Regions from separate parts of the Mus musculus genome. Here regions 1, 2, 3 and 4 are each linked to region 5. A link is a contact called in public Hi-C data. All regions are on one chromosome and are shown on one strand. Each heading gives the region's core, a stretch centred on a gene start, on an enhancer-like site or on the middle of the called end of the contact. The rest is flanking DNA. Distances are from core to core; before and after follow the strand shown.

Evidence for each region. A called contact is a pair of places that touch in the nucleus more often than the background predicts.
Region 1: a contact with region 5 is called in a Hi-C map of uterus, with 5 times the contacts expected there. The contact joins two enhancer-like sites. A contact is called at or near these places in 6 of 484 Hi-C or Micro-C datasets (myocytes and uterus).
Region 2: a Hi-C map of uterus shows a contact between it and region 5, with 3 times the contacts expected there. The contact joins two enhancer-like sites. A contact is called at or near these places in 4 of 484 Hi-C or Micro-C datasets (all in uterus) and 1 of 115 datasets of contacts at active chromatin or transcription factors (embryonic basal ganglia).
Region 3: a contact with region 5 is called in a Hi-C map of uterus. The contact joins two enhancer-like sites. A contact is called at or near these places in 2 of 484 Hi-C or Micro-C datasets (both in uterus) and 1 of 115 datasets of contacts at active chromatin or transcription factors (astrocytes).
Region 4: a contact with region 5 is called in a Hi-C map of uterus, with 6 times the contacts expected there. The contact joins two enhancer-like sites.

The regions. Positions count from the first base shown.
Region 1 is chr7:36,088,702-36,094,299 of GRCm38.p6, reverse strand. The region is part of intron 4 of Gm38991 (a long non-coding RNA gene); the gene reads right to left. Among named protein-coding and RNA genes, the nearest start is that of Gm38991, 15 kb to the right of the region's middle. Within about 2 kb of position 3,604, at least 18 of the 459 cell types and tissues checked have an H3K27ac peak or open chromatin away from gene starts, as enhancers often do. A contact at or near this core is called in uterus, where this site is marked.
Region 2 is chr7:36,067,543-36,073,068 of GRCm38.p6, reverse strand. No RefSeq gene overlaps it. Among named protein-coding and RNA genes, the nearest start is that of Gm38991, 5.9 kb to the left of the region's middle. Within about 2 kb of position 3,073, at least 2 of the 459 cell types and tissues checked have an H3K27ac peak or open chromatin away from gene starts, as enhancers often do. A contact at or near this core is called in uterus, where this site is marked.
Region 3 is chr7:36,129,829-36,135,581 of GRCm38.p6, reverse strand. No RefSeq gene overlaps it. Among named protein-coding and RNA genes, the nearest start is that of Gm36340, 21 kb to the left of the region's middle. Within about 2 kb of position 1,546, at least 31 of the 459 cell types and tissues checked have an H3K27ac peak or open chromatin away from gene starts, as enhancers often do. A contact at or near this core is called in uterus, where this site is marked.
Region 4 is chr7:35,985,468-35,991,738 of GRCm38.p6, reverse strand. No RefSeq gene overlaps it. Among named protein-coding and RNA genes, the nearest start is that of Gm38990, 28 kb to the right of the region's middle. Within about 2 kb of position 3,053, at least 18 of the 459 cell types and tissues checked have an H3K27ac peak or open chromatin away from gene starts, as enhancers often do. A contact at or near this core is called in uterus, where this site is marked.
Region 5 is chr7:36,459,004-36,465,224 of GRCm38.p6, reverse strand. No RefSeq gene overlaps it. Among named protein-coding and RNA genes, the nearest start is that of Gm38992, 81 kb to the left of the region's middle. Within about 2 kb of position 2,699, at least 3 of the 459 cell types and tissues checked have an H3K27ac peak or open chromatin away from gene starts, as enhancers often do. A contact at or near this core is called in uterus, where this site is marked.

The DNA of each region.
Region 1 (5,598 bases), core at 2,355-4,854, 370 kb after region 5:
AAAAATCAGACAGAACAAAATCCTTGGTGCTGGGTGTTCGCTCTCAAATCAGGTTGATCTAAAGGAATAAAATAGTTCTAGAAAGAAAATTATCTGTGCCCCCCCCCACCATGTTTTGAAGGACTTGGTGGGGTAGCGATAGAATACGCATTCTATAATTCTTTATTGTAGTCAGACAGAAACCTCAATCTCATTCATCCCAGAATACTCCTTGCTTTGGGGCTGGTAGTATATGTGATAATGAGGCTATTAAAAATGTCTGATTGCAGCCCGGCGTGGTGGCGGCAGAGGCAGGCAGATTTCTGAGTTTGAGGCCAGCCTGGTCTACAAAGTGAGATCCAGGATAGCCAGGGCTATACAGAGAAGCCCTGTCTGAAAAAAAAAAAAGTGATTTCATACACCTGATTCTGCCTAATTCTCTCCACATGTCATTCCTCAAATCTCTTTTCTTGCTTTGACTCCCTTTCAAAACATGAAAGCGTAACTCACCATTCTCAATAGCCTCAGGTCACCTTGGTTTGCATGGAAATTGGGCGGTTTTTGAAGGTATGCAACTCCCCAAGTCAAAAGTCATCAATCTCCTCTATAGTCTAGGCTGGCCTTCTATTTGGAATAGAAATAGCCTCCACCTCCAGCATAGCTGGGATTGTAAGCCTTCTCTATTAAGCCTAGTCCAGAGGTATCCTTTAAGTGAACGTTTAGAACTTAGTTGGAGTGCATGAGTTAGACATGGCTGACACCTTTGCAGGGCATGTTCACAGGCAATAAAGAAAAGTTCCTGCTAGGTGTTTGAGCAGAAACGAGTCCAGATATCTAGGATTGGCAAGAACAACTTCCACTTCATACTGAGGTCAAAAGGTGGCAGAAGCTATTGCACAGAGCATGAGATGTTAAGGATTTGAGAGCTGGTTTTTCAAAGGGGCAGAGTACACAGACGCAGCAATATATACAGTTTTCACCAGTTAGCCCCACACCCCGGTGAGAATCACTACTTATCAGAGCATCCAGCATGGAGCAGCACCTTGTCCCTGGCGAATGCTGCCAGAGCTCTCACTCAGTGTGGTCCGTTTATTTATTTATTTTTATTTTTTAAGCACGAGTGTGTGTGTGTGTGTGTGTGTGTATGGCCATGCACCCCTATGCGTTCACGCAGGCATGTACATGCAAGAAAAGTCAGAACATAAGATTCCCAAGAGCTAGAGTTGTAGACAATTGTGAGCTGCCCAACTGAGGTGCTGAGAAATTGGCTCCTCTGCAAACACCATGTGTGCGTAATCTCTGCAGTTCATGCATGTGTAATCTCTGCAGTCCGTGTGTGTGTAATCTCCACAGTCCATGCATGTACAGTCTTTGCAGCCCATGCATATGTCATCTCTCCAGCCTGTGGTCCTTTTAGCTAAAATGTTGTATTAGTTACTTTTCTGTTGCTGTGGTCAATACCATTTCCAAAAGCAACTTAAGACAGAAAGAGTCTTTGAGGATGGGGGAGCATGGCATGGCTGCAGGAGCAGGATGCATCCCCACACATAAGCACAGAGAGAGCAGGAAGTCGGGCAAGACTATCAACCTTCAAAGCCCACTCCCAGTGGCACACTTCCGCCAGCAGGGCTCCCCCTTCCACCAAAGTTTCCCACAAAACAGTGTCACCAAGTGTGATCCAAGTTTTCAAGTGCATGAGTCTATGGAGGACATTTCTCATTCAGACCACCATGAAAATACGGGACCAACAAATAGTATAGAATCAGATCATTACATCTTGAAATACTCTTGGCAGACCAAAAACAATATTGTAGGAGGTTTCTTTTTCAGGCTTAAGAGTTCTGAAGAGCATCAGGACCAGGACCTTTTTAAATACGCTGAATGTGATGAAGTCCCATAGCTTCACTCATCCACCCCTGGGCTTTCCAAGGCACTATTCTAATCTTCCACAGGGCATTATGTGTGTGAACTGTGCTAGAAGGGTCTCAGTTAAATCACTGGAAATGTTTTATGCTTTAAGGTGATAGTAGCTTAAATGATTTTCTTAAAACTCATTTCTGGTCTAAATTTGACTTTTTAAACCTGCAAGGTTTGGGCAGCCATATGAATAATAACCATCAGTAAAATGAGAGAGACAAGTGGCTAACACTGAGCACTTCCTATGGACCAGGCATGTAGCTAAGCAGTTCTGTATCACTGTGCGGGGTTAATGTCTATTTTAACCTGGTTCATCATCTCCTCTCATCACTGTCCTTAGGGTCCTCATACTGCATTTTCCTCTTTTCATTTAATTCTGTTTTGAAATAAGGACTCACGCTATACCCCAGGCTATCCTGAAACTCTCCACCCTTCTGCCTCAACCTCCTCCCTCCCCTGGTATTGGAATCACAGGTGTGTGCCACCACAACAATCACCTCTTCCTTGGTCTCATGGGTCAAGGAGGCCCTAGAAAGGTGTGGTTCAAGTTCATTGCAGAGCCGCGCTTGTTCATTCCAGAGGATTTATCCTCAGCTACTCACCTACAGCATTTGTTGAAGACCCAGTGTCTGGGGCCTTTCAGATTGTCCCTATCCTTCTTTAAGCTGAATATTATTCAAGGGATGGGCAAGATGGTGTCAAATGTATGATACCAAGCACATGGCCGTGGGACAAGCAGACGGTGCGGTCTAACCATATGCTACGGAGCAGAGAATCTGGGACACATTTTACATGAGCCCACAGAGATCTCCAGGGGAGACACAAACTTCTCTTGGATAAGCACTTGTCTCATGAGGACAACCTTAAGGATGAGCGGAGGATGGACCCATGAACACTGTGTCTTCCTTCCTGTCTTTCCATTCAGGCAGCTATGGCTGACCACGCAAACATGGAAGCCCGGGAGCCTTTCACTAGGAAAACACTGCTCGCCACAGCTGGGTAGGTCATCAACGGCCTCCTTACACTTTAGGTTTACTTAGCAGTGTGAGCTTTGCCTGTTCAGTCTCAAAACTATCCCAGCTATGTATATACTGTCTTCTGAAAAGCTCTGCGGACACTATTCGTTAGTCTCTTTGATCTAATTCATCACACACATCAGTCTCAAACAAGCACTAAGTGTCCTTCCTAGAGGTGGGGAACTGGGGGTCACGTGAAGGAGGGCTTTCAAAGCATGCCCGAACTCCCCTTCCACCCCACTTCCCATGATTTGGTCCCTCAGGTGCCATGGGTTCAAAAATACAGTTAAAAAAAAGAAAGAAAGAAAAACAACTGGGTTTCACTGTTGTCAAAATGCCACGTCACCCCACCAAAGAGAAGCTCGCCTTTGTCAATTTCCCTATCCATGCCAAAGTTTCTGAGAGACCCTTCACTTTATAAATCAACTCACAGCTTAGCACATCCTGGCAGCCCCTTCAAGGAACCATCGACATGACAGGGAATAAGACGATAACCATCATAGCTTGACTGGATACAGGTGTTTGCGTTTACAGACGAACCGCAAACGCCTGGATCTTTGACAGGCGTTGATACTATCAGTGAATCGCAGCTATTATTGGCTCCGGTCGCCAAGGGCTGGGGGGCCTTTCCCTTAGCAACATCTCGGAGGCTGATAACATTTGGCTGAACTTTTCAGATCGTAACCTCCCTTCTGACTTTCTGCAGTCAAAGCCGCCTAAACTGATCAGAAGAGGAGACACGCAGTGGGAAGACGAGTAAAATATTATTGACTGCACTGTTTCATGTCTATTAGGAAGAAAGAGCAGAGAAGGGCGGGAGAACTTGCAGCTTGACAGGCTTCAAGATAATCAGGGGAGAAATCGGAGCTGCTCAGTAACCCTCGGTGAGGCTGAGAAGCCCTGCCTTACAAGGGGTCATTGTTCTGTGCTGGGAACAAACAGGACGCCAGGCAAACAAGGGCAGGCACAGTTGCATTCCTCTACCGAGAAGCCTGTTCCTGCCACAAAACAGGGAGTGGGAAATGCAACCTGGGCTTGGTGGGACTGGAGAAACAGTGGGCCCTTCTCATCTCCATCTTGGTCCTGATTTCACCTGATGAGCTTGTTCTCTGAATGCAGCAGCTGTGTGTGCACCCATGTGTACCATGTGATCAGTGTGTATAGGGCATCTTTGTGCAGGGCAGAGATGGGACCCACACGAACAGATGAATCCCTTGGGTTCTAAGGTTTGGCTCTTTCTTCTTTCCTTCCTTCCTCCACTGCCATCTCTTGCCCCTCCTCCTTCTTCCTTTTCTTTGATTTTGAGATACAGTCTTGCTATGGAGCCCAGGCTGGCCTTGAACTCTCTGTCTAACCCAGGCAAGCCTCCTGCCTTGGCCTTCTTATCCAGCAGACAAGCAATTTATACATTTCAACTAACATTCCATTTCCCTCCTCCTTGTCTGGCTGTCCCAGAACTGAGATTGGACATCCTAGAGATGTGGATGGGCATCACAGATGTAGGGATATATACATGCACAAGCTCCGGGGTGTGAGCCGGGGGTCTGAGAGCTGAAAAAGCTCTGCTCACCTTGATTGACCCCAAGATCAGTCCCCTAAACTTTCTGAGCTGTGAAAACAGAGCATTTGATAGAAGACGTACTTGTTTCATGATGTCCTCCAACCCACTGGGAAAGGCTGATAAATTCCCCACATCTTATCAATTTACAAAACCAAATTTATCATCTGGAGCAAAGGTTAGGGTCTCAGACAACCAAAACCAAAGCAGCGAGGCCATGCCCAACACTGTCCATATTCCCTTTCATACCACCACACGCACATGCTCTTTCTTGGCCCTTGGATTCACTCTGTAAGAGTATTATTAGCAAATAGATATTGGTCAAGGGGTGTCCAGAAAATCTACATAGCATGTCCTATGACCTACCATCCTCTTGGTGTAGTTTACCAAAGCAGCATCCATCCTTGGGCACAGAGCTATTTTCCTCCAACATATCCCAATAGCCTTGTGAGTCTCAGTAACCATGATCTGGGCAAGAAGTTTATGCCTTTGGCTTCACTAACTGGAGCATCCCCCTGCAGGAAGGCTCACTGACTCCCTCCCTCAAACAACAAGCAAAACTCTCCTCTCTACCTCTCTTGCTTGAGTCACCCAGCACCTTCTTATGAAGTCAGTCTTCACTGATCCCCTCAGGCATATGGTTCCACATCTCTGTCACATTTATCATGGCTGACCACTCTCAACATTTTGATATGGACAACTTCTTTGGCCTCTTGCTTGAGTCCTTTCTTCTCTCTCTCTCTCTCTCTCTCTCTCTCTCTCTCTCTCTCTCTCACACACACACACACACACACACACACACACACACACACACACACTTTTAACTACCACTCCCAAACACCAGCCAAACTCTTCCCACAGGGTGAGGGTTGAGGTTCAAACTACCTGGCCAACTCTAGTTGCCTTCAGCCAAAGATATCCCGATAAGACCCAATGTGTGTGTGTGTGTGTGTGTGTGTGTGTGTGTGTGAGAGAGAGAGAGAGAGAGAGAGAGAGAGAGAGAGAGAGAGAGAGAGCGTACATACATGTGTGTGCACTTGCCTAAGTATGAAATGTGCAGGTCAGAGGTCAAAATCAGGTGTCCTCCTCTATCACTTTCCATCTTGTTTTTTGGAGACATAGTCTCTC
Region 2 (5,526 bases), core at 1,824-4,323, 390 kb after region 5:
ACCACACCTAAATATTTTCCCAGCCAGTTTAATAATTCTGAGTGTATCCATCGCTGCAAGTAGCCCCAGTCGTTTCTATGAGTTAATATTAGCTCATCTCTTCTGCTGGGTGCTGTGAAGAAGAAGAAAAAAGACCCGGACAATGTGAGTTTATCTGGTCCTGACTATGACTCTGCTCCTTATTCTACTGAAACAAATGGCAAAGGAAAACTTGCCGACTTTTGGCAAACTACAAAGGTTAACTCTATTCTCCTTGAGGAAGCGGATGCTAAGTGCTGTCTGTCCATACATTTTAAAGATTTAGAAGCGCCTGTTAGCACTCTTGGGTGAGCGAAAGCAGGAGCGTCCGTCTGAGGTGTGTGTGCAGAAGATCTATCTGGGTTCCTTCTATCTCTGCTACTGTTGAATCCTAATATTAATCACAGTAGGAAACAAGGTTATTTTTCAATGAGATTGAAAAGAAAAATCAAAGCTTTACTTGATGTCATCTTTCCTGGGTCCTTTAATGCAAAGTGGCAGGGTATGATGGCACTATGATTACTGAGTTTACAGGAAGAAAAAGACACCAACCCAGGGACAGCCAGAAATACAAATACGTGCCCCTCCTGATACCAGCACAACTCCTGACCCCACCCTAGGATTCCCAAAGGCCGTCTGAAGCTAAGGGAAAGTAAACTCAGGTGGATTCAAAAGGAACCAGAAGATCTAGCTGCGAAGTTGCCCCCTCCGCCCACTTCTCCCGACCCCCGAATTGTTCTGGACTGCACAGGCGGGCAGGGGAAGAAGGGCTGAGAAAGTTGGAGGTCTGACAACCTCAGAAGCAATCAAGAGTGTGTCCCTGCACCCCCGGGGACCCATGGCAGCCGCTCCCATAGCATCTTTTCAACTTTCTATAACTCATCTGCATGAATTTACTTTTTTGCCTTAAGAGGTTGTTGGAATGCGTGTTAAAACACACAGAGCGATTTCATCTCCATAGCATCACTAAAGAAATATTATATTAGTATAAAGTTGCGGGGGGGGGGTGTTGGAGGAAAAAGAAAGAAAAAGAGAAAGTCAGCTCTGCAGCGAGGCAGGCGGCAAAGCGCTGCTCAAAAGCGCCACCCAAAGGCGGGAGAATGTAAATGCAAGCCAGGAACCGCGGTTGGCTTGCTTGCATTTTTTTCTTTTTTCTTTTTTCTCTTATTTCTTCTTCTTCTTTTATTTCTTTTTCAATTTCAGAATGAAAAAAATGACAGCGCCACGCAACTTGACGGAGGCTTTTGATTGAATTGACTGATTGCTCCAGCTGCACCTGCGGAAAATTGATGACAATGCTGTCTAAACCATTCATTAAGGTCTGGAACTTCGCGCAGATGAATGCGGGATTCATATATTTGCTAGACGTGTGTTGGGAATAATATGACGAAGCACTGTTTCCAAATGAACATTTCTTTAACCTAATTTTATCGAAATCATGCAACGGAATGAAAGCACGTTCATGCCTGAACTCTGTCAAAGCAACTGCAACTAGGCACTCTCTCTCTCTCTCTCTCTCTCTCTCTCTCTCTCACTCGCTCTTCTTTTTGTCTTTTCAAAACATTTAGGTGGAATCTTTTCTTTGAAATATCTCTACTGCTCTGCCTTGAATTATTTGTTATGAAAATGCTTTTATTCTATTTTATTTTAGTCATTCAAAGTGTTATTCCCCACCAAATGAAGGGAAAGTATTTGAGGCTTCTTTTCCAAGCTCCAAATTTGCTAAATTGTATACAAGTAGAAAATAGTTTTGTTTTTTTTTTTAAGAAAAAGAAAACTAATAATACCACCCTCCTCTTAGACACCTCGGGAGGAATCATTTCGCACCAACTGGCCGTGCCTTCCCTTCGTAGAGAATTAGACTGCCTGCAGGCTTGGAAGGGAAATGAAATCCTTTTAAAATATTGACTGTTCTGGTCAAAACGGTGTGAATGGTATCTATACACCTTTTATGTAAGAGCCCCGACTCACTCTTGATTTTAATGTATCAAAGCACAATCAATATTGAATGAAGCTTTCGCTGCATGTCCAGAATAAAGGGGGGTAGGGGTGGCTGTAGAGAAAGGTGGCTGAGACGGAGATAAAATGTGGCTTTTATACCTGGCTTGGCTTGCTACAACTGAGAAGACGCTGTGTTTGAATCTATCTTCCAAGCAGCTAGCCTGCTGGAGGTGTGAATTGTTAGGGAGGAGTTTAAAAAAGAGAGAGAGAGAACCTTATTCTTAAGAACCAAAAATGCTGTACAAATAGATGTTACTTCTCCAACAAGGGCTCTATGCCTAGAACTTGCCTCCTTTCCCCCCCAAAAAAAAACCCTCAAAATGAATATTTATTAACTTAAGAACCTGGCGCAGGTCTGTCCACAGATCCCGATCTGCCAAAGCGCTTCTAGCTCTCTTCCCTGGCATTTAAGAAAAAAAAAAATCTATTTTTATCCATCCTCTTGCGTTTAGGTTTTCTACCAGGAAGGTAATTTCTGATGAGGCAACTTGGATTTTTCCCCCCTTGTTTTATTCCTAAAGAAACTCTGCCAGTTCTTAAGGCAATTGCATTCACCCCAAACCTGGATGGAGAGAAACTGCAGGTGTGTGCACAAGAATAACAAGCCTGGCGTTCGCCAGGCCCCTCTTGCTGCTCTCTCGGTTATGTGCAGCAGGAAGATTCACTCCAGACAGATCTGAACAAGGCTCTTTAAGGAGATTGCGGCCAGCCGTACAGACAGAAGATGACCAAGTAAATATGAGAATCCTTCCAGGCAGAACAATCTGGGGCCGCTTTTCATTGTCATGCTTCATTTGCTAGTGAGGAAAATGGGTAAACCCAGTGGTTGGAGCTCAGAGCAGTAAGCAAACATTCTAGCATTTCCAAAAATGCCCTAACTCTCTGGCATGTCTTGAAAAAAAAAAAAAAAAAAAAAAACCTCAAGCCCCAACTCAGCCCTAGCATTTTAGAATACAACGTTTGCTTTGAAATCGGGGCCACATGTTAGGAACCAGGCCCCAGTTTGAGCTGTGGTCATTGTTATTGTTTGTCTATTATACACTGTGCATGGGACCCAGGAATTTGGGAGTGCTCTCTAAGCAAGCACTCTATCCCTGGCCTAGTCTGCAGCCCTAAAGCAAGTACCTGGTTTGTTTTAGAAGGCTCGTAAAAGCACTGATGTCAAATAACCTCTGACAGAGTAATGAGTAGCCTCTCCCTTAAGAGATGCCAGAACTTTGTCAGAGTATCTGTGTAAGCGAGTGTGGGAGAGGCAGTTGGGGTAAGATGTAAATAAAAATACATTTCCGTTAATACGGGACAAGAAAATCCAGGAGCTCTAAATGACACTGGCTGCAGAGTAACTTAGGTATCAGACCTTGAGGTGTTGGGGAACAAATGTTCGTACGGGAAGCAGAAGACAAAGCAGAGATGGTGTAGACCTGAGCTTCCAATGACATGCCCGGTCTATCTTGTGCCTGGCTCTCCCAGCTTTAGTCTCATCTCCTAGAGGCTCTGATGGGATTCAGGGGGAACACAGGGAGGGTGGCCCAAGTGTACCCCACCTCCAACTGGCCTACAATGTGCACACCAGCCTCACCTGTGTAATTATCTAAAGCCATGGTCCTTAGCAGAGAGAGAAAGAGAGAGAGAGAGAGAGAGAGAGAGAGAGAGAGAGAGAGCCTCCACCTTTCTCTTGATAGTAAGAGGGACTTCACTAAGAATCACATCACCCCATCCTGCACAGCCGTCATTTCCTCTGTTGGATTCTGAGTTCTCAGCTCTGTTCTTGGGGTACCTTTACAGCCCTAAGCCTGCCACCCAAAGCTTCTCATTCAGAGAATCTTTTCATTACCTGGTCCTGTTCATCCCCCAGGGGGGCATCAAAGCTGACCTCCTCCAAACCTTCTGTGGTCTGAATGAAGACCCTTTCACGGATTCTGCTCTAAGACAGCCTTTGTCCCCACCAATGCTCTCAATGCCCAATTAGTATTTATTTCCCCTTAAGCGCAATGAACAGACTCTGGGACTGTCATATGGATTCCAGCAGCAGTCGGGACAGCTTGGATTAGATGCTCTTCTGAAGCCACTCACACGCCACCAAACGCTTGCCAGCTGTGGCCTTCACAACAGTCCCTTCAAGTTCAGGGCACCACACGGTTCAGTCCCAGCTAAAAACCCAAGTTCAGGTACCGTGTGCTCCGGTAAGGCTGCCTCACGGTGGGTGTAGAAAGAGTAGTGTGTGCATCCCATCTCAGGTTCACCATACACAGACAGTACTCAGCCACAGGGGAGGAAATGGCTGAGAAGTGGCAAGGTCAAGGCTAGGATCTGGGCTTCCTGGATCTGCTACATCTCCTCCTCCAACTCCAGCTGTTCCTCAAGCTACCCAGTAGATATGGTACATTTTGACAGCTATGATGTTTGCAGCCCCCAACCCCTACCCCCCCACACCCCACATGTGTGAGAAAGACAAGACCACTTTGCCTTGAATAGATCAGAGCATTTAATCTATATCAGTGACTGGGTATAAACCAGAAGTACAAAGGGGAAAGTTATAGTACCCCAGAGAAGGGAGAGACAGCAAACAGGACCTCTGAGCTGGATGCCAGTGTTGGGATAGCCTTGCAAGAACCAGCTATACCTTTAGACTCTTTAACAGCCTTTCTTGACCGAGGGCAGTAGCCTACCATTTTTCTATTCAAATGTACACACACATAGTAGACATACTCACAAACACAGACACACACTTCTACCACAATTGGGAGTAGAATGAAAGAGTAAATAAGCCATGGGCTGGCAGTGGAGAGCTCACCCAGCAGAGGGCCGTAGCTTCACTCCTCAACACAGGTGTGGGGCTACACACCTGTAATCGCAGCACTTGGGAGGTGGAGGCTGAAGGATCAGAATTTTAAGGTCATTGGCTGCTTGGCTATCTTCAAGCACCTAGGAATGTGCTTCTAGCAGAGGTAGGTCTGCGGATCGAACTTTCCACGGCAGTTGCCATTTTGCTGTGGACTGAGGAGGGACTGTACTTAGTAAACCCCCCTCACACATGAACCACTGAGGTCACAGTTTCCCTGTGCTTCTAGAAGGATGGGAAGATACTGTTCTTGGGAGCCTAGTGGCCTCCTAGCTAGAGGAGCAAAGCCCTGTGGGAAATACAAAAGGCCCCACTTCCAAGCCACCTGACTAACGCTCCATGCCTCAGTCATAACTTGTAACTAACAAAAGATCCTGTGGTAGTGACGGGTGTCTCGGCTGACCAAGGCCACTACCTAACCCCGCCAGGAAACGGAGCAAACACCAGTGTTCTGTCAACACCAACCGTGCAGGCACTGTGTAGTCAGACTTCTCCCAGGGCCAGGCTGATAGTCTAAGTCTGAGATGCAAGGGATGTTCTATGCTCTGTACCTATCCACAAAGGGTTTTTCTGCCTGTGCTGAGAGCCCAGTGTTCTCAGTACTTGCAGTCACCTGAGCCAGAAATTCAGATAACAACAAGGACACTCCAAATATTAAACACCGG
Region 3 (5,753 bases), core at 297-2,796, 330 kb after region 5:
TGCCATTAAGCTGCCTGAAAATTCCTCAAATAATCCTGTTCTACCCACCTGCCATTTCTGAGTCCTGTGTGAGTATGAGTTTTATAGACACTCTTGCTCCTTGTTTTGGGGTTCCTTGAACCCTTGCAATGGCTCTGCTTGCTTTGAAATCCTTTTGGTCCACAGCTAAGCCAGGCCAAGTTGACCCTCCCTTCAGGTCTGCCTCTGAGGCATCCCAACCCACCCTCCCCACGAACAGGGGCAGCTGGGCACTACTAGATCCCAGAAGAGCCTTCTAGGATGGCCTGGCCTTCTCCAGGGGACCCCCAGGGTCCTCATCCATGCCATCCTGGTCTCTGTAACAACCCAAACTCCTGCCTGTTCTCGGCTGTGACAAGCAGGGAAGTTGGGTGAAGGAGAGAGAATCCGGGCTTTGGGGAAATTTGCTGAGATGCCGCCTGGGGATCCCGTGAGCAGCCAGTTTTACGTGCTCAGGACTTTCTGGAGCATTTAGCTATTTTAGCCGCAAATAAAGAAAGCTTTGGCATCGGTCAGGAGGCAGCCATCACAGAGGTGGGAGACTAGCGTTCGAATTGCACGTTTGCAGAGCCTTTCTTCGAAGTATTACATACATCATTTCCTGGTGCAGAGGAACACTGAGCTCAAAAAAATAAATAAATAAATAAAAAAGAGATCAAAAATTATAAAAATTTTCTGACCTAGACAGAACTAAAAGCTGAATGCAAACCCAGAAAACACTAAAATGAATTTCCTCACAAGATTTCTGTACACACCCAGCGTCAGCTTATCCCAAGTGTATACAGTGCAACACGATACCAGCAGGCAAGCACTCTAGTTAATGTCCTAAACCCAGTCACACAAAACATTCCTGCCAGATAACTGCATCTCACTCCTCTTATAGAAGAGTATTCTTAAATTAGGTTGGTGTGAATGTGTTTGTATATTTATTATTAAAATACTTACTGTTCTGCCTTTTGAAGTCGATGGACAAATGATTTAGGAGTGGAAATAGACGAGAAACAAAATTAATGCAAATAATGTGTTGATTTTTTTTTTTAGCTTGATTAGCCAAGCCAATGGAAAATTCTAGAAAACGTATACAATTATTTTAACTGTCACAGGCTGGCAATTGTAATTGACATGATTTGTACGAGATGCAGTGTAATAACTGAATATATTAAAAAAAAATCTCATGCCTTGATTACCAGGAGAACATTACTAGTGCCAGGATATTATTAACAGCACAATTATTGTGGCATCCTTAGGATACGCTGTTAGCACTTCAATGCATTAGTGAACCTTTGCTAACGAAGAAAAAATTAAAGTACAGCAAATTTCAAAGCACCAGTTGTACCCAATATCATTAAAAATTTATAAAACTTCCTCTGAACATGACAAGTGTTTGGTTTAAATGAAGATCAGCCACAAGGAGAGAGCAGAAATCCTGATACTCTTTGTCTCCGTCCTCACCCTCCCTCTCTCCCTCTCCCGGTTCTCCCAGACCTCCCCAGCCGGCACCACCTCAATCCAGCTGAAATATGTAACCATTACAGAGTGACAGCTTGACACACAATGACCCGTCAGAACATTCATCTCACAATGTTTTATTTTAGTGAGGAGCCAAACTGCAGAAAAAAAAGTAAGCAAGTTGTTTCAAGGCTTGGAAGGAGATCAAACATTTCTGGCATGCCCACTTACCAGACCTTTGATTTACAATGGACTTGTCAGAGCCCGATTAGACAGTGTGTGCTTAAAAACCTACAGAGGCTTCTCAATTGCCCCAGCACACCACCATCTCCCCCATGGAGAGCGCCCCTTTGTTCCCAGGTCCCGCAAATGCTGGCTACAGCATGGAAGCATGCACCCTTGCAAGGGAGCCAGGGAATAAACCCAACCCAGTTAAGCGGCTGCAATGAAATCTCTTTTGCCAAGGAAGGGGTGAGGGGTGAGGGAGAGGAGAGAGAGGGGCCCATGCAAGATGAGTTCTACCCACCCGTTTCTGTCTTTACCTCTTCCCTCCAAATCAAAAGTTATCATCTTTCCCAGGAAAGCCATACTGAGTGATTGCTACCATTGGTGGGGCGAGCTTTCACAACTTTATTCAAATGGAAACAGCTTTATTTAAAAAAAAAAAAGAAAGAAAGAAAGAAAAAAAAGAAAAGAAAAAAAAAGAATTGGACCAAAAGTGCAGGTGTTTAAAATATGTTCACGGTATTACGATTTTTGCTAGTAATTACAACTAGGAAATAGCTGGAAATATATTGTTTCAATTTGTATGGAGAACAATTGCAGAGCCTGCGCACTCCGCATGATCTGTGCCTGGCTGGCATCGGAATGTGTAATTCCTTAACCCTATATGGAGGCCCAGGCCTCGCCGGGGCAAATTATGAATCCATGTGTTTGGAGGGCCAGAGTAGTAAATTCAGTTTCTTGTGTATCCATTACAATGCGATCCGACATGTGTGATTTATGGAATATTAAGTTAATACAGTATTATGAAATTAGCTTAATGCACTAAAGCTGTAATTTTAAAGTGAAAAACAATACAACGGGGCGTAAACAATATCAACATTAGCATTTCATGAAAGCTGAAACCAATTCACTCAAAATGTGTCTGGAGAGTCACAGATTTACCTCTTCTGCCAGGGACCAAGGCTCATAGGACTTTGAGACCTCAGGACCACATCTCTAGAGGCCAACCCCCTCTCCCTCTAACTGAACTTGGCTAGGGCAGCCATGGGTATTAACCAGGGCAGCTGCCCCTCAGGGAATCTGCCAGGACTGTGCAGGCCAAGGAGGAAGGGCCTCCTGCTCCTAAACACATACACACACACACACTCACACACACACACACACACACACACACACACACACACCTCCTAAGCAGAGCCCAGGGAGAGACAGCTGGGACACCAGATGCAACTGAGGGTACTTGAAGTCCCCAGCTCGGAATGAATGACACTCTAAGGTCAGGCAAATCTTGTTGAGTCCAGACAAAAAACAAATCTAGTCAAGTTGTTCTCAGATCCTTTGAGAAAAAAAATCTTAACCGGTATCAGGCAGAGACTTGTGACATGACAACGTAGCAAAATGGTCGGTTCTATGACGTTCGGCCCCCACAGTCCACATGCCCAGCATGCCTCCTGCAGACCAGCCCAAGATTCACAGGAGAGCTGAACGGCAGAGTAGTGGGCTGGCAATCATAGTGGAGGGTGTTGGTGTTAATCAAACGCAGGGTCTTCCTGTCCCTGATCTTCTTGTCCACCCCCTGCTTCCTAGCACCAAGGATCCTCTGGGACTGAGGAACAGCAGGCACAAAGAAGGCCTGGTATTTGTGATGCCAAGTGCATTCTGGGGCAAAGGCAAAAGAGGAGCCGAAGAGCCTTACCACACCGTCCTTAGCTTTCACCTGCACTAGCCAAATGCATCATGGTGCTAACAGATCCCGGTGCCTAGGACTCAGGTGCAGCCTGTTGGTACTGCTGTATACTTCTGCCCCAAGGATGCTCCTACCTCTGGATGACCACCAGGGTAGTAGCAAACTAATTTCCTCATACCCTGACGGAATAATGAACATTGAGCCTCTTGTGTGACTTTGGGCATAAAGGGCCCAGGTGTCACATTTCACTCTGATTCTCCGGTTTGAGACTCAACATGAAACACTGGGGAGCTGAGACATAACCAGATAAGTAGAATTCTCACATCTCTACGGGGACTGCACTTATTCACAGGTCTGTGCTCTGCTTGCTCTGAGAGTCTGACTTTTAAGCTCCCCGCGGATGTCCCTGCAAACGACAGACCCAGAACCCCACACTGTGTGAGCATCACAGAGAACAACCCAGCTCCTTCGAGTGCTTGACGCCGTGAGAGTCAATGTCAGCTTTGTATGGCATCTTCTCAAGACTCCCTCTATGTGGCTTAATGTGGTCATCAGTATTAGCTCCTTAATCTAGATGCCATCGTGTCTTCCCATTTCCATAGTGTCTTAGTTTGGGGTTTTTTTTTTGTTGTTGTTTGTTTGTTTGTTTTTTGTTTTGTTTTGTTTTTTGCTGTGAAGAGACACCATGACCAAGGCAGCTCTTATAAAGGACATTTCACTGGGGCTGGCGTACAGTTTCAGAGGTTCATTATCATCATGGCAGGAAGCATGGCAGCTTCCAGGCAGACACGGTGCTTCAGAAGGGGTTGAGAGTTCTGCATCTCGATCAGAAGCCCAAAGGATCCTTTTCCACACTGGGTGGAGCTGGACCATAGGAACTCAAAGCCCACCCCCAGAGTGGCACACTTCCTCCAACAAGGCCACACCCACTCCAACAATGCTACACCTCCCAATAGCACAGCTCCCTGAGCCAAGCATATTCAAACTACCATACAGAGTAAAAACCAAAATCCTCTGTTTTAAACAATGAAAAGTATATGTCCAAGTTAGAAATGGGACAGTCATGGGGGAGGTGGGGGACTAGGGTATGGGAATCTATTCTTAAGGCCTGCTATTAGGGCTCAGGTACCTCCTTCACCTGGGGCAAGTGCATGGCTGTCTGCTGTTGGCTTGCTGGCGTTTACTCCTGAGATGTGCTGTGTTTATTAAGGGAGCTGAAAGCCAATACTAATGTTTTAATTCCATCAAGTATGTTTCAATTCCTATTCTGCATTTCGCATTAGGAACCCAGACTCAGTCAATACTCTGATGCACTGTTGCTGGCAGTGGGGAACAGGGGTTTCACCTGCCTTGACAAATGGCTATGCTTCAGGACATGAGGGTAAACAAGAATGCACACGTTGTTCTCCCCGGCTCCGAAGACTAAGCATGGTGCTCACTCTCAAAACACTTGTCTTCAGAGATGACTAGGGGTTGAGGTCTTTATTGTGTGTTTCTGTTGAAAAGAATCTCCCTTTACCTTTCTGGAAATATTAATCTCCAGAAATAATACAACCTTCTACTGGAGAACTAGGTGTGACAGGCACACCAACGCAGATGGAGGAGGTCAAGTCACTGTTTCAGTCCCGTGTAACATGTCCCCTCTTCAGACAGTCATCTCTCTCAGCCCTCAGTACATAGAAGCAATCTGGTGATGTGGTGAATAAGAAGAAAATTGGCACATTTGACCCAAGTGCAAACCACTGTTCTTGCTCATCTCTTTGAACTAGCAAAGGCCCATTGTCTTATCCTCCATAGCCGTGCACATTCGTGAGTGCATGCCTGCATGCATGTGTGGACTCAGGTGTCTGCCGTCACCTCCCTTGGAGACAGAGTCTCTTTGTTGTTCATAACTGGGTATGTCATGTTAGCTGGCCTGTGAGGTTTTGGAGACTCTCCCTTCTCCCATCTTGCCTAAAGAGTTGGATTACTGGCATGTGCTACAGAGCTCACCTTTACATGCGTCTGGGGATCGGAACTCTCGTTCTCACACCGTGAAGCAAATGAGGCATCTCTCCATCCCCAGCCTCAATGCTAGAAACATGAAAATAAATCAAAGTATTTTATCCAGAACAAGAGGGAGTAGTTACATACCCTAGCACAAGGTCAGAGTTAATTTTCCCTAAAGTTAAAGTCACATAATACACACACACACACACACACACACACACACACACGCACACACACATACACAAGCACACACACACACAAGTACACACATGCACACGTGTGTGCCCCTATACAACATAGCACCAATTAAAATTGGCTGTGAAAATTATGAAATTTCTGGATTAATAGGGCCTTGTGCATAACAAGCACTCTACCACTGAGCTAT
Region 4 (6,271 bases), core at 1,804-4,303, 470 kb after region 5:
AACTATGACTGTGGTTAGATGAAACTTCATGTTTGTCCACATCTGTAGAGGTGTCTAGTGAAATGGGTGGCTTTTAATACAGATGAACTTAAAAAGTAATTGAAGAGGTTCCTTATTGGTTTGTTAATTGGTCTTATTTTAGGGGTTGGGCCGTCAAGACAGTCTTACTGTGCAGTTCAGGATGGTTCCAAACCAACCAGCATTTTAAATAGTAAGAAGTGTCTCAAAAAAACATTTTACATTCAATTCAAGATGATAAAATATGTTAGTCTTTTCTCTAACACTGTGACGAAAGACCTAAGAGAATCAACACTCGGAAGGAAATGTTTATGTTGAGTCGTGGTTTTTGAGGTTTCGAGACATGGTCATGTGGCCCCATTGACACTGGGTCTTGTAGTGAGACTGAATATCACAAAGCAGAGGGTAGAACAGAGCTGTCCCCACCCACGGCACATAGAATCAGAAGGGAGGGGCAGGGTGCAAGCATTCCCTCCAACTGATCAAGGCACAGAGAATGTCAGGGAAGGGCTCAGCCCTCCCCAAAGGCTCAGGCACTGTCATGGGGGAGGGCACTGAAAGCCTATAAGAGCCAGAGGTTAGGGAGAACCTTAGCAAAAAGTGTCTTCTGGACTTGACAAGACGACTGCTTACACAAGCTCACTGCAGCTGCAGTCGCCTGCACAGTGTCAGCCAGGTTAACTTCCTACAGTGGAGAGGAGAGGGTCTCATGAGCTTCCACCCTGTGCTGGCTCAAATATATCTGGCCCATGGGAAGTGGCACTATTAGGAGGTGGGCTTTGAGGGTTCCTAGTGCTCAAGCTCCACCCAGTGTGAAAGAGAACCTCCTCCTGACTTTCTGAAGACCAAGATGTAGAATTCTTGGCTCCTCTAGCACCACGTCTGCCTGGATGCTGCCATGCTTCCCACCATGAAGATAATGGACTAAACCTCTGTAAGCTAGCCTCAGTTAAATGTTTGCCTTTATAAGAGTTGCCTTGGTCATGGTGTCTCTTCACAGCAATGAAACCCTACCTAAGACACACCCCAACCTAGGGAGCTATTTACAGTTGATGGCTTTGGAGAGAGGGAGGGTCTGTATTCTTTAGAGATGCAACCCTGGTAGGCTGACCATGCTTCAGCGGATGACCCTACACACACAAATATTTGGGCAGCACAAATTGAACTTTGTGGATTATAAAAATAAGTAAATAAAAATTTAAGAAGAGGACACTAAACTGAATGGGGCAGGGGGGAATGGATGAAGTGGAGTTGGGAGGAGCTAGAGGAGAAGGGGAAGTGAATTTGATCAAAACACATTTTATGCAGGTGTGACATTCTCTAAGAATGAAATTATTGTGTTTTTAAGTAAAAAAAAAAATAATTTTACCACATATATATTAAGTTTTATACTTTTTTTTCTTGTCTAGTACATTGTACCAGCCCCAGAAATACTTATAATATCTCCTTCAAGAATACCCCACTCTACCCCCACCCTCACCTCTACCCCACCCCCACCCCTAGTGGCCTGGTTCCTCCTCCTGGCCTCTCACCAGCTCTCCATGTCCTATAGGCAATGAACCCATCATAAATTAACCCACTGATGAGGTCAGAGCCCTTGATCCATCACCTCCCAAAGACCCCAAGCCTTCAGTATGTGTACTCTGGAAGGAGAGGTTTCAGATCCAAACTATAACACAAGGAGAGCTTATTCCATTTAACAGACATGGAGAAGCCCCTGCCTGGTCCTCCTGGTCTAAAAGGTTCTAGAAGACATAGTAGCTTACCATCCCTGTCTTCCAAGGGATGTCTTTTCCGGAGCAGGCCACATTAAGGTAGAGTGGGAGAGTGTAGATTCATGGTATGTACACTTCGGGTAGGCAAGAGTACGCATACACACAAACAAGGCTGGTTCCAAAGCAGGCAGGGATGGTGGGCACGTGGAGGAAGGCCAGACCACACAGGCTGGTGGGAAACTCATTGAGGGTCTGGTTGGCACAGTCCTGAGACTCCTGTGGGGACTTGTATGGGAGCCAGATGGAACATAAGTAAATATCAACTGTAGCCTCCTTTAAATCAAACGGAATGGGGCACCGGGAGGGCCTCCTCCCCAAACAAGGCAATTAGCCCATCACAAGGAGAACAGCCACGGGAGGTCACCATGACCCCATCAGCTGACATTTATAGAGTGCCTACCACTTGCCAGGCGCTGCTGCCAGGGTCGCACACAGATGGACCTATTTCATCCGCCCATGGCATTTTTATGACTCCCATTTGCAAGCAAGAAAACAGAGGCTGTAGAGCGACAAACTAACACATTCAAAGTCACATGGGTACAGGGCAGAACAGGGGTTCAAATCTGGGCACCTGTCTCTTGGCTCCTCCTCTTGGCTAGATGTTCAATCTGGGTAATCACAAAAACAGTGGGAACTTTAGGGTTCTTTCCCAGCCGTGTTTTTCTGGGTCAATGTTAACACACATGCACACGCTCAACACACGCGCATGCACACCCATACACATGCATTCACACACATACAAACACACACACACACACACATGCACACACAAGCTTTCCAGCCTTTCTCAAGTCCCATGTCACACATCCACGGCACATACAAGAATATGGGACTCTGAGGTAGTTTCTCAACCCTCATGGAAGCTGATGGAACCACAGAGTCAAATTAATTACAAGACACTCATTCTTAAGAAGAATATGTCTTTTTCCAAAAGAGGCTAGGGCGTGTGAGCAGAAGCGAGAGCCAAATGACGTCTGAGCCATACAGCCAATAAATTAATTTCATGTGGGAGGAAAAAAAAAAAAGCTGGACTGGCCCAGGGTTATTAAAGACCCCGTCAGCATAAAGATCTCATTGTGACACAGACCTCTCTGGCGGGGTCTCATCGGCTGAAGCTGTTTTAGATTCTAGAGTCCCCTGTGCCTAGCAAAGATTCCACATCAAATGCAGAAAAGATGGACCTGTCTAGACATCCCATTGCATGTAAGAAATAAAAAAAAAAAAAAATGCACACATCGTTCTTGTCAGTCTCTAGAAGGAGGGCCTGTGCAGAGCTCCAGCCAGGCTGCTGGCAGCTGGCAGCGCTGGGGAGGGAGTACAAACACAGCCGTTCTGACTCAGGAAGAGCCTTTTGTAGAAATTATTAGTGAGCTTCTAGAAGATTCCGAGGGCTGTGACTGAAAATTAAAGGGGGCAGTTTTTATTGTGGAGGCAACGGTCGCCTGAGAGATGTAGAGAGACACACGTCAGTGAGTTGTGCATGGAACACAGGCTAACCTACATCAAAATTGGTGGTCCTACAGCCAACGCTGAGCTCAAAGCTCTCTTTGACATGACCAGGAAACAGGGAGGCCCTGAAAGCCAGGGAGGAGGGGGAGGTCTAGTTAATCTCATTAGTAGCAACAGGAGTGGAGCCATTCAACACGTGAGTGTTTATTCAACAACCATTCTGGGCAGAGCTGCTAGGAACTAGTGTTCGGTGCTGGTGGAGATGTAGAGGGTGTATGTCCTCATGACACTCTCAGTGCAGGAACCAGACCTGGCATGAAAGGACACACAGGACCCTGTCCACCTCTCTACCCTCACCCATACTTTTCACATGGGCAACAGAACTTCCGCCATTAGAATTCAACCTAGGGCCATCCTATTTCCTGCTTCCTCTTTCCCTTCCTTTTCCCTTCTCCCACCCCAAAGTGCTTGGTCTAACCTTTGTTTATCTGAATGTTCTCACTTCTTCCTCATAGAGTCACCTCAGCCACCCTTGCAAAGTCCCTTTCTTTCCCCTCCCATGAGTTGACATAACATATCAAGGCCATTGTCTTGGCTCTTTTGTGTTGGTTGCTGTGATAAAATGCCTAAGTCTAGATAACTTACAAAATAAAGAGGTTCATTTAGCTCATGAGTCCACCTACTGAAAGTTCCAAAGAGCACATAATACCAGCATCCCGCAGGAGGCCTCCAAACTACATCACAATATGTTAGGGAGGTGGAAAGTTGCCATGAGCAGAAAGGGTCAAGGTGTGAGTTTGTATAACAAACTTGTCTAGAGAGATAGAAGTAACCTATTCCTGAGAGTGGAGGCTTCACAACCCAGTTACTTGCCAGTAGGTCCCACCTGGTAAAGGTCCCATCACATCAACACTCCACACTAGAAACCAAGCTTTATGGTTACTTGTTTGTACTGTCTCTCCAAGGCTACATTATCACCAGCCTGGGGCAAAGACCTAACCAGCTTTGAGAACTTAGAAATCTGGTGAACCCTGGAGTGTTAGGCATCCACCCAGTGCCTTAAACTGTGAAGGATAACAGAGCGTCATGAGATGGCCATAGAGGTTATAGAGAATCCAATTGAAGTAAGTTAAAAAGCACCTCATAAAGGGACATTTAGGTCTAAATGTACTAGTGTTGTATGGTACAATTCCTGGAGAGCTGCAAAGAAAGGTCTATCCCCAACCACCACAAGCAGAAAATCTACAACAGATGGAAGCAAGGATTAGCACTAAATCCAACTGGGTGAGCCAAATGAGTTTTACTGGGGTTACTTACAGTCTGGGTGAGGGGTTACTTACAGGAGTGTGGGTAAAGGGTTACTTACAGGAACATAAGTGACTCAGAGGCAGCTGCATCAGCAAAGCCCACCCCAGCGTGAGTGACAAAAGGCTAGAAACCTTCAGCACACTGTACAGCCTGCAGGAAGCTCAGCAGGCTAGAGAGTGTCTTTTCCAGGTAGCTCCCTTAGTCGGAGAGTATCTCCCAGCATACTTATATATGCTTTGGGAGGGAGGGGCCTAGTAAATCTGGTCAGTTTCAGGGACTTCCTGAAGCCTTTGATTTGTTTCCTTTGTAAACTTAAGGAACCTCCACAGAGGATGGAGTGTTCCCTCGGGAGATCCTGTTGTTTCACCTCCCTGTACATAGCTTGCATATTAATGAGCTTCCTTCAAAGACAATACCACTTGGGAGGATAATGGGACTGAAGCACTGCCCAGGACTGCCAGACAGGGAACACTTTGCGCTGAAGGAACTGAAGAGCAGAGCTAGGGTTCCTGTTAAAAAGCTTTCTGTCTCTGAAACAAATAACCAAGCTGATCAACTTATAAAGAGAAAAGGTTGGACTGGGAGATGGCTCAACAGATAAGTGATTTGCTGCCAGGGTAAGGACTAGAGCTCGGATCCCCAGAACCCATACAAAAAGCTGTGCAGCAATGTGGCCCACCTGTGACCCCAGTGTGTGGGGCCCTGGGGACAAACCCAGCTGAGGTTCAAGTTCAACTGAGGAAGACACTTGGTTCCTACTTCCTTAAGGCCTCTATGTGCACACACACACACGTGTGTGTGTGTGTGTGTGTGTGTGTGTGTGTTCCTACACCCATGGAAACATGCATATACATATACACACCCACAATCAACTGTTGTGTGGGGACCCACAGTATAGGGCCCCAAAAGACAAGACATAACAAAAGGAGTGTGAAACCAAACAAAACTTTTCACCTCATGGCCAAAAAGCCAAAGAGGAAAAAGAAGAAAACACCTGGGCCCCACTAACCTCTTCTAATAGCCTAAAGACCTTCCGGGAGACTCCACCTTTTCACAGGCCCACAATTCCTGTGAACAAAGTTAAGAACTAAGCCTTTCCACACAAGCCTTTGAGGCAGGGTTAACTGTAGCAGAGGCAATGTGTAGACAAAACAATGTGGCTAGAGAAGAAGGTAGAGTGTATGGAGGTTTAACTCTATCCTTGATGTGACATTAAGGAATATGAAAAGAATAAAGCAGATAAAGGATGCATTCTGGGGGTGGGAGAGATGATTCCGAGGTTAAGAGCACTGGCTGTTCTTTCAAAGGTCCTGAGTTCAATTCCCAGCAACCACATTTGTAATGTGATCCAATTATCTCTTCTGGTGTGTCTGAAGACAGCAACAGTATACTCACATACAATAAATAAATAAATAAATAAACAAACAAACAAACCAAAAAATTAAAAAGAAAATATACATTCTGATGTATACTTTCTGATGTGTACTTTTAGAGACTGCCCTGGTTATTGGAGAGAGACCAGATCATAAGAGGACAGAGTAGATGCCCAGACACAAGTTAGAAACAAAGCATTTTCCAGATTGGAGACAACAGGATAAGGGGACAGTGGGGTGAAGGGTGAGGCTGAAGGAGGCTGGAATGAGGCTTATCCTGAGGCAGCTACTGAAGGCTGGTGTAGGGCTGCTGGCCCACATCCGCTCAGCCACAGGGCATGGCCACTT
Region 5 (6,221 bases), core at 1,450-3,949:
TCCACAAGCACTCTGAAAACTTCAGAATAGAATCTTCTACTTTCCTCTTCTAGTTCTCTCACTCTTTGTGCCATGAGCCCATAGAAATGAATTCCACAAATGTTTGGAGCTACACAACTGTTATACATCCTTTAGTATCTATCTATCTATCTATCTATCTATCTATCTATCTATCTATCTATCTATCTATCTATCTATCCATCTATGTACCCATCCATCTATCTATATCATCATATTACATTAACCAGTTATCCTTTTATCCATTCATCTATCTAAACACTCATTTTATTCTATCCATCAATACACAATATTATCTATTTGCTTGTTATTGGTCTAACCAATCATCCTGTATCTAATCATACTACTATCCACCTATCTATATATCGTTCACATATCCTATTATCTATCCACACATCCATATATATCCATCCTTTTACCTATCTATCTATCTATCTATCTATCTATCTATCTATCTATCCATCTATCATCTACTTACCTAGCCATTCTATTTATCCACTCATGCTATTATTCATTTGTCTCTCTATACAAGCATCCTACTATCTATGTATCCATTCTACTAACTATACATCCATTATATAGTTATCTATTTATCTATATACCTAATCTGCATCTCACCTATTACCATTGAAATTTTCTCATATCAAAAAAAGACATGCTTGATCATTACTATTTATTTACCACTATGGCACTCTTCATCTTTATGTACCACTTTTGCACTTGATCTTAGCCAAAAGGCCGAGAAGCGATATGTACCACTTTTGAACATCTAGTTTTCAATACAGTCTTGCTTTTCATCTGTCTATATAACTGTCTTTAGTAGTTCTTGGAGACTTTGCATGTACCATTGCTTCTGCCTCGAATGTTCTTTTTCCAGTTACCTGTCCAGTTGGTTCCCTTTTGATGCCTTTTGCTCAAACGTCATAGTTAGCATAGGACACTTTCACTGCATTTGACACTGCAGGGTTCTACGATGTAGAATCCTCTCCAACCCCACACGTTTCATATTATGACCTGACTTGTGGTTTGACTTTTGTTAGAACTTATAGTCTGTGATAGTTTCCTTTGGTTCACTGGCTTGTGTATATACTAATGCCTAGAAATACTAATCCCAGAAGCTCAGCGCTGGGATCAGCAGCAGGACTTTGCATATGGAGATGCTAACAAACATTTCTTAGTTGAATGAATGAGAATCTTGCAATGTTCTTTAAAGAGCAGGTGTGCTCCTCTTCCCTTAGTCTGAGTCTACTCACAGCTGAATTAAAGAGTCTCCCTGGTCAACTCATTCTCTCCATCCAAGTGGGTAACAGACTCAGTGGCCAGTGTGAGCAGTGGCTGCTCCCATAACTCACTGAGCAGAATGAGGTGTGTTAACTTCAAGCCCACAGCTTTCAGGAACCCCTCCCAAGCCTGTTAATCACCGGGATGTACACCTCTCCCAGGTTCAAGGCCACTAGTGAAGACTGACTTTATCAGCAGCAACAAGATAGGGTGATGTTTCAGAGCTGTACAGAGGCCACGGAAGCAGAATGTTCTGGAGTCTTCAGAGAATGTATACAAAGGAGGTAAAAGTCTTGTAACAAAATCCACTAGGAGCTGGACATGGTAGTGTACACCTATTGTCTCAGCTACTTGGGAGGTTGAGGTGGTAGAATCATAAATGGAAGGCCAGCTTGGGAAACAGAATTAATTAGTTGAAGACCTGCCTGAGCAACTTAAGGAGACTATGTCTCAAACTAAAAGAAAAAGCGAGGTAGGGATGTAGCTCAGCAGCAGTGTGGTTGTCTAACACGTGCAAGGTCCTAGGTTCAAGTCCCATCACTGCAAACAAAACCAGTTAACCAAAAGCCACACCGGATAAGGCATGCTTTTAATCCTATCACTCAAGAGGCTGAAGCTGGGAATATCAAATTAAAACTCAACTTGGGCTTCAAAGAGAGAGTCCATCTCAATTAAATAAATCAATATCTATCTATCTATCTATCTATCTATCTATCTATCTATCTATCTATCTATCTATCTACCTAACTACCTATATCCAAATCCAAAGTGGAGTGATTTGACAGTTAAAAGCAAAAAGCAACAGTTGTGGATTACAGATAAACATCTTCATTCCACAGCCTGCTATTATGCCCTTCTGGTGGCTGAAGAGATTCACACACCATGCCTGGTGCTGTCTACTCAAGAGTGCACAGTAGGCATAGCAGCTCCAGGGCCTGTCTGGCTCACATGAAGCCCCCCAAAGTAAGACAGCACATCTCCATTGTGAAGGAACTTGTCTGGCTCCTGCTGAGCGTGAGAATGCCCTGTCGAAAGCATATGACTTCTAACAGATGTCGAACATTTCATTTTGCTCTCTCTGTCCAGCCAATGCCAATGTGACATCCTCCAGGCTCAGGGTTAGGAACCGGAGTTAACTCTTGACAGAAGCTCTTGACAGAATCAAGCCAAGGGTTCTGGGGACTTGGATAGCTTTAGGATGTGGGAGAAAAGGCCATACCAAGTTCTTCTTGGGGGATGTCTGTCACATGGTGAAACGCCCCTGCGTTTGACTTTAAAGCCAGGCTCTTGGCCCTGTTCCCACCTTTGTGTATAATAAACAGCTCCCCGGAACATCTCCCTCCCTTCCCTGCAGACGTGGATCCTGATGTTCTTAACTTGTCCCAATCCAGTAAACAAGGCCTCAGTAACATATAAACATGATTTATGAAAACAAACCTTCTCTGAAATCTGCTCAGAGAATCACCACCACATAGCTGTAAGCAAAGATGAAAGGCTGTGATAAGCAGGACGTGCACATCTGTTAAAGGGAGGCCATGCTTGAGTGTCTGTCAGAGTCCGCCTCAAAAGCCAGGAATACTCGACTGGGAATAAAATGATGGCCAGTCTTTCCTGGTGTCACTCTTGTGAGCCAGGCACAGTGTTAGGTGTCTTCCATCCACTGGACTCTCCATTGTTTTGAAGGGCCATATCTTGTTTTCAAATGTTTCAGATGAAGACATTGACGCTTGCTTAAAAAGGGGGAATAAATTATCTGTGGTGTCTTAGGGTTTCTATTGCTGTGATAAAACACCATGGCCAAAACCAACTTGATGAAGAAAGTGTTTATTTTGTCTTAGAGCCTGTAGTCTACAAACTAGGCAGGAGTCTGGAAGCAGAAGGAGGCCTTGGAGAAACATGGCTTACTGGCTTGCTCCTCATAGCTTGCTCAGCCTGCTTCCTAATAGCACCAGGACCACTATCCCAGGGTGACACCACTCACAGTGAGCTGGGACCTCCCATATCAATCATCAATTACCAATCAAGAAAATATCCCCTCAGGGTTGACTCCAAGACAGGCTGGCGGTGGCCTTTTCTCAGTTGAGATTTCCCTCTTCCCAGTGACTCCAGCTGAACTCAAGTTACATCAGCCAGCATGGCATTGTCACAGCAAGAGTTGAGATACTGGCAGTCAACGTAGACAGAAAAGCAGTGGGTTGCATTACTTGGCTGGTCAAACCTCAGTAGTAAAGATTTTAAAATCCCAACAACCAAGGCTGGCCAGTTGTATCCACTGGAGTAATTGCCTGTCAAAGACCACTTTTTTGTCACATGGCGAGAAGGAGCCTATAATTTACTGCACTACTAGATCAATAGGAAGTAGTGTAGGGAGAGAAGGAAGAGAGCGCATCCCAGTGACCCCAGCAGAGGAGGATGCTCTATGCCTATGGTTGTTAAGCCTTGGTCCTAGCCACCCAACTTAACTTGCTCAGGAAGCTTTCAAAGGCACAATGTGTGTGCCACTGGGGGAAGTTCTGTGCTTCTTGCCAGAGCCTTGGAGTCATCAAATAAGGGATATACTCAAGGGTCAGAGAGGAATTAAAATGCCAGCTTTGAAACGACCTATGAGGTGCCCACACAGGATCCCTTGGATTCCTCCACATAGAGCCTGAAGGCACAGGCCAACACAGGCTCTTGATGCCCTGGGAGGCATCTTGGCCACATGGAGGCTGGAGCAAGGAGCTTCCTTGCCTCTCAACTTAGTGAGAGCTAAGGAAATGGCATGCTCTTCCTGCTTGAGCCACCCATGGGTCTCAGACTGTTCTCATCCCGGGGATGAAATCACTTCTCTTCTGTAAGCAGAGAGGGAATGGGGGAAGGATTGGGAGGCATGTTTCTTAAAAGCACAGATTTGCTTTTAAGGCAAAGTCACCATTGGCTAGGGTCTCAGTGTTTGTGCCAACTCAAGACTCATGTTAAAACCATAATCTCCAAGACATTAGAGGGCATTAGCACATACTGAAACAGCCTTCATGAATGGGATTCATGATCTTATTAAAAGAGGTCCCATGAAGACCCCTTATTCTTCAGTCAGGCAAGGACATAGTAAAATAACATGCTCCCTGGACCAGAAAGCAGTACTCACCAAATTCTATTGTACTCCAAGCATGGTCTTGAACTTGGACCCCTCCAACCTGCAGAACTTCGAGGAGTCATTTTTGTCCATAAGCTGTCCAGATTATAGTATTTTTTGGCGACAGGGATCCCAGTGGAATAAACCATGATCCTTCGCCCAGCAATGTCAGAAGGTCTTTTCCCACAGTTATTTGTCTGCCTCTCTACTCACACTTTCTGTCGTCCCTGCTTTCTGTGGTCTCCTTGTGGATGGTGTTTAATTTCACCGACTCTTGATTCAGAAACTGGTTTGAGCTAAGGTAGAGGCCTGTCCATGGATGGACGCACCAGTGTGCCAGCATTGAGGGGCATTTGTTTCTGATCTTACCACATGGCAAACATGCTCCAGGGAGCCTTCTTCCTGCAAAGGAAATGAGAGTTGTATGTGAAGAGAGAGAAAAGCCACCTTAGCAATCCCAGCTTGAAGCAGAGCTGCCCAACCAGGCCTGTCTTAGACCAGCTACGTCCTATCCAGCTTGCAGACACATTGGTGATACTGTATAAATTGCAGTGTAAATCCTTGAGCTTTGGAAATGTTTGTTATGCTGCAATAAGTAATTCGTACATGCAGTTTCTTTGTCAAGTTTAAATCTTTGAGACCCAGCTAGATGAGATAGGTGTTTGTGGTTTGAATGAATGGATGAATTAGCTTTTGCTTTTGACTTATGTTTCCATGACAGTGAGCAGATGATGCAATATCTACCCATGTGACTTTTTTGTTGTTAAGTATAAAAATTAAGAAAGGAAGATAATAATGTCCCATGATTTGGTCTTTTATGTACTTAGTGGCCTAGGAATCAGGGTCTGGGGTCACTTGTCAAGCTGTGACATCACCCAGAGGCAGCTGACCTCTTTTACCTCTCTCGGACCTCTGACTGGATGGGATGAACCGACAGGCCAGACATTTACCTGCATTCTATGCTGACTCTAAATGTACAGCCTTCTTTACCCTGAGACCTCAAAGACCAGCCAGAGGTTGCCGGTGGCGAGGCACACCCACACTTTTCTCCAGGTTTTCAGAAGACTATTTTTCAGAAGACTGATCCGAGGGCACACATCAGAGACACATCCGAGGGAACACACGTCATCCCAGAATGGCTTGACACTGTCTCTCACCAGCAATGCCCCGGAAGGTAGAGCATCAGGTGGAAGGAGTATTCTTCAGAGAGCTGCTTTCCCCAGGGAGCGGTGACAGCTTGTGCCTGACGGGGAGTCCTGTTGTATTCCGAGGTGTGAAGGGAAGGCTGAACTGTGCATATGCCATACCGTACAGTTTTGCCTACAAACGCATGCAGCTTTATTGTAGCTGTGAACACTTTGCCCCTCTCCCCTTCACCCTTGATGATTTGAGAACATGCAGGATCTAGCTGTGTGATTCAGTGTTCCCCACTTGATAGGCAATGGAGCATGTGGATCTAATGGTTCAGTTCCCTGGGTTGGATAGCCATGGGTCGGGGGACATCAGTGCTTGAGGTTGAGCAGGCAGTCCTTCTACCCACAGCCTGACTTTCCACTATGGCAGTGTCTAGAACTTGGGTTTCGTGGACAATTTATATCGAGACCAATAAACTTTCCAAAGGCATACATCCTTTTGAAGCAAGTTGAAGTGAACAGCATTGACCACATCAGTAGCCACACACACTAGACACCACCAAGTGCACAGAAAGAAATGCAGAATTTATGGTCCATCTGTACACTCCATGGTGGGAAGACTTGGCTCAGCTGAGCATAATGAACTTAGCTGAAAAGCCACAAAAGTGTGCCTATTT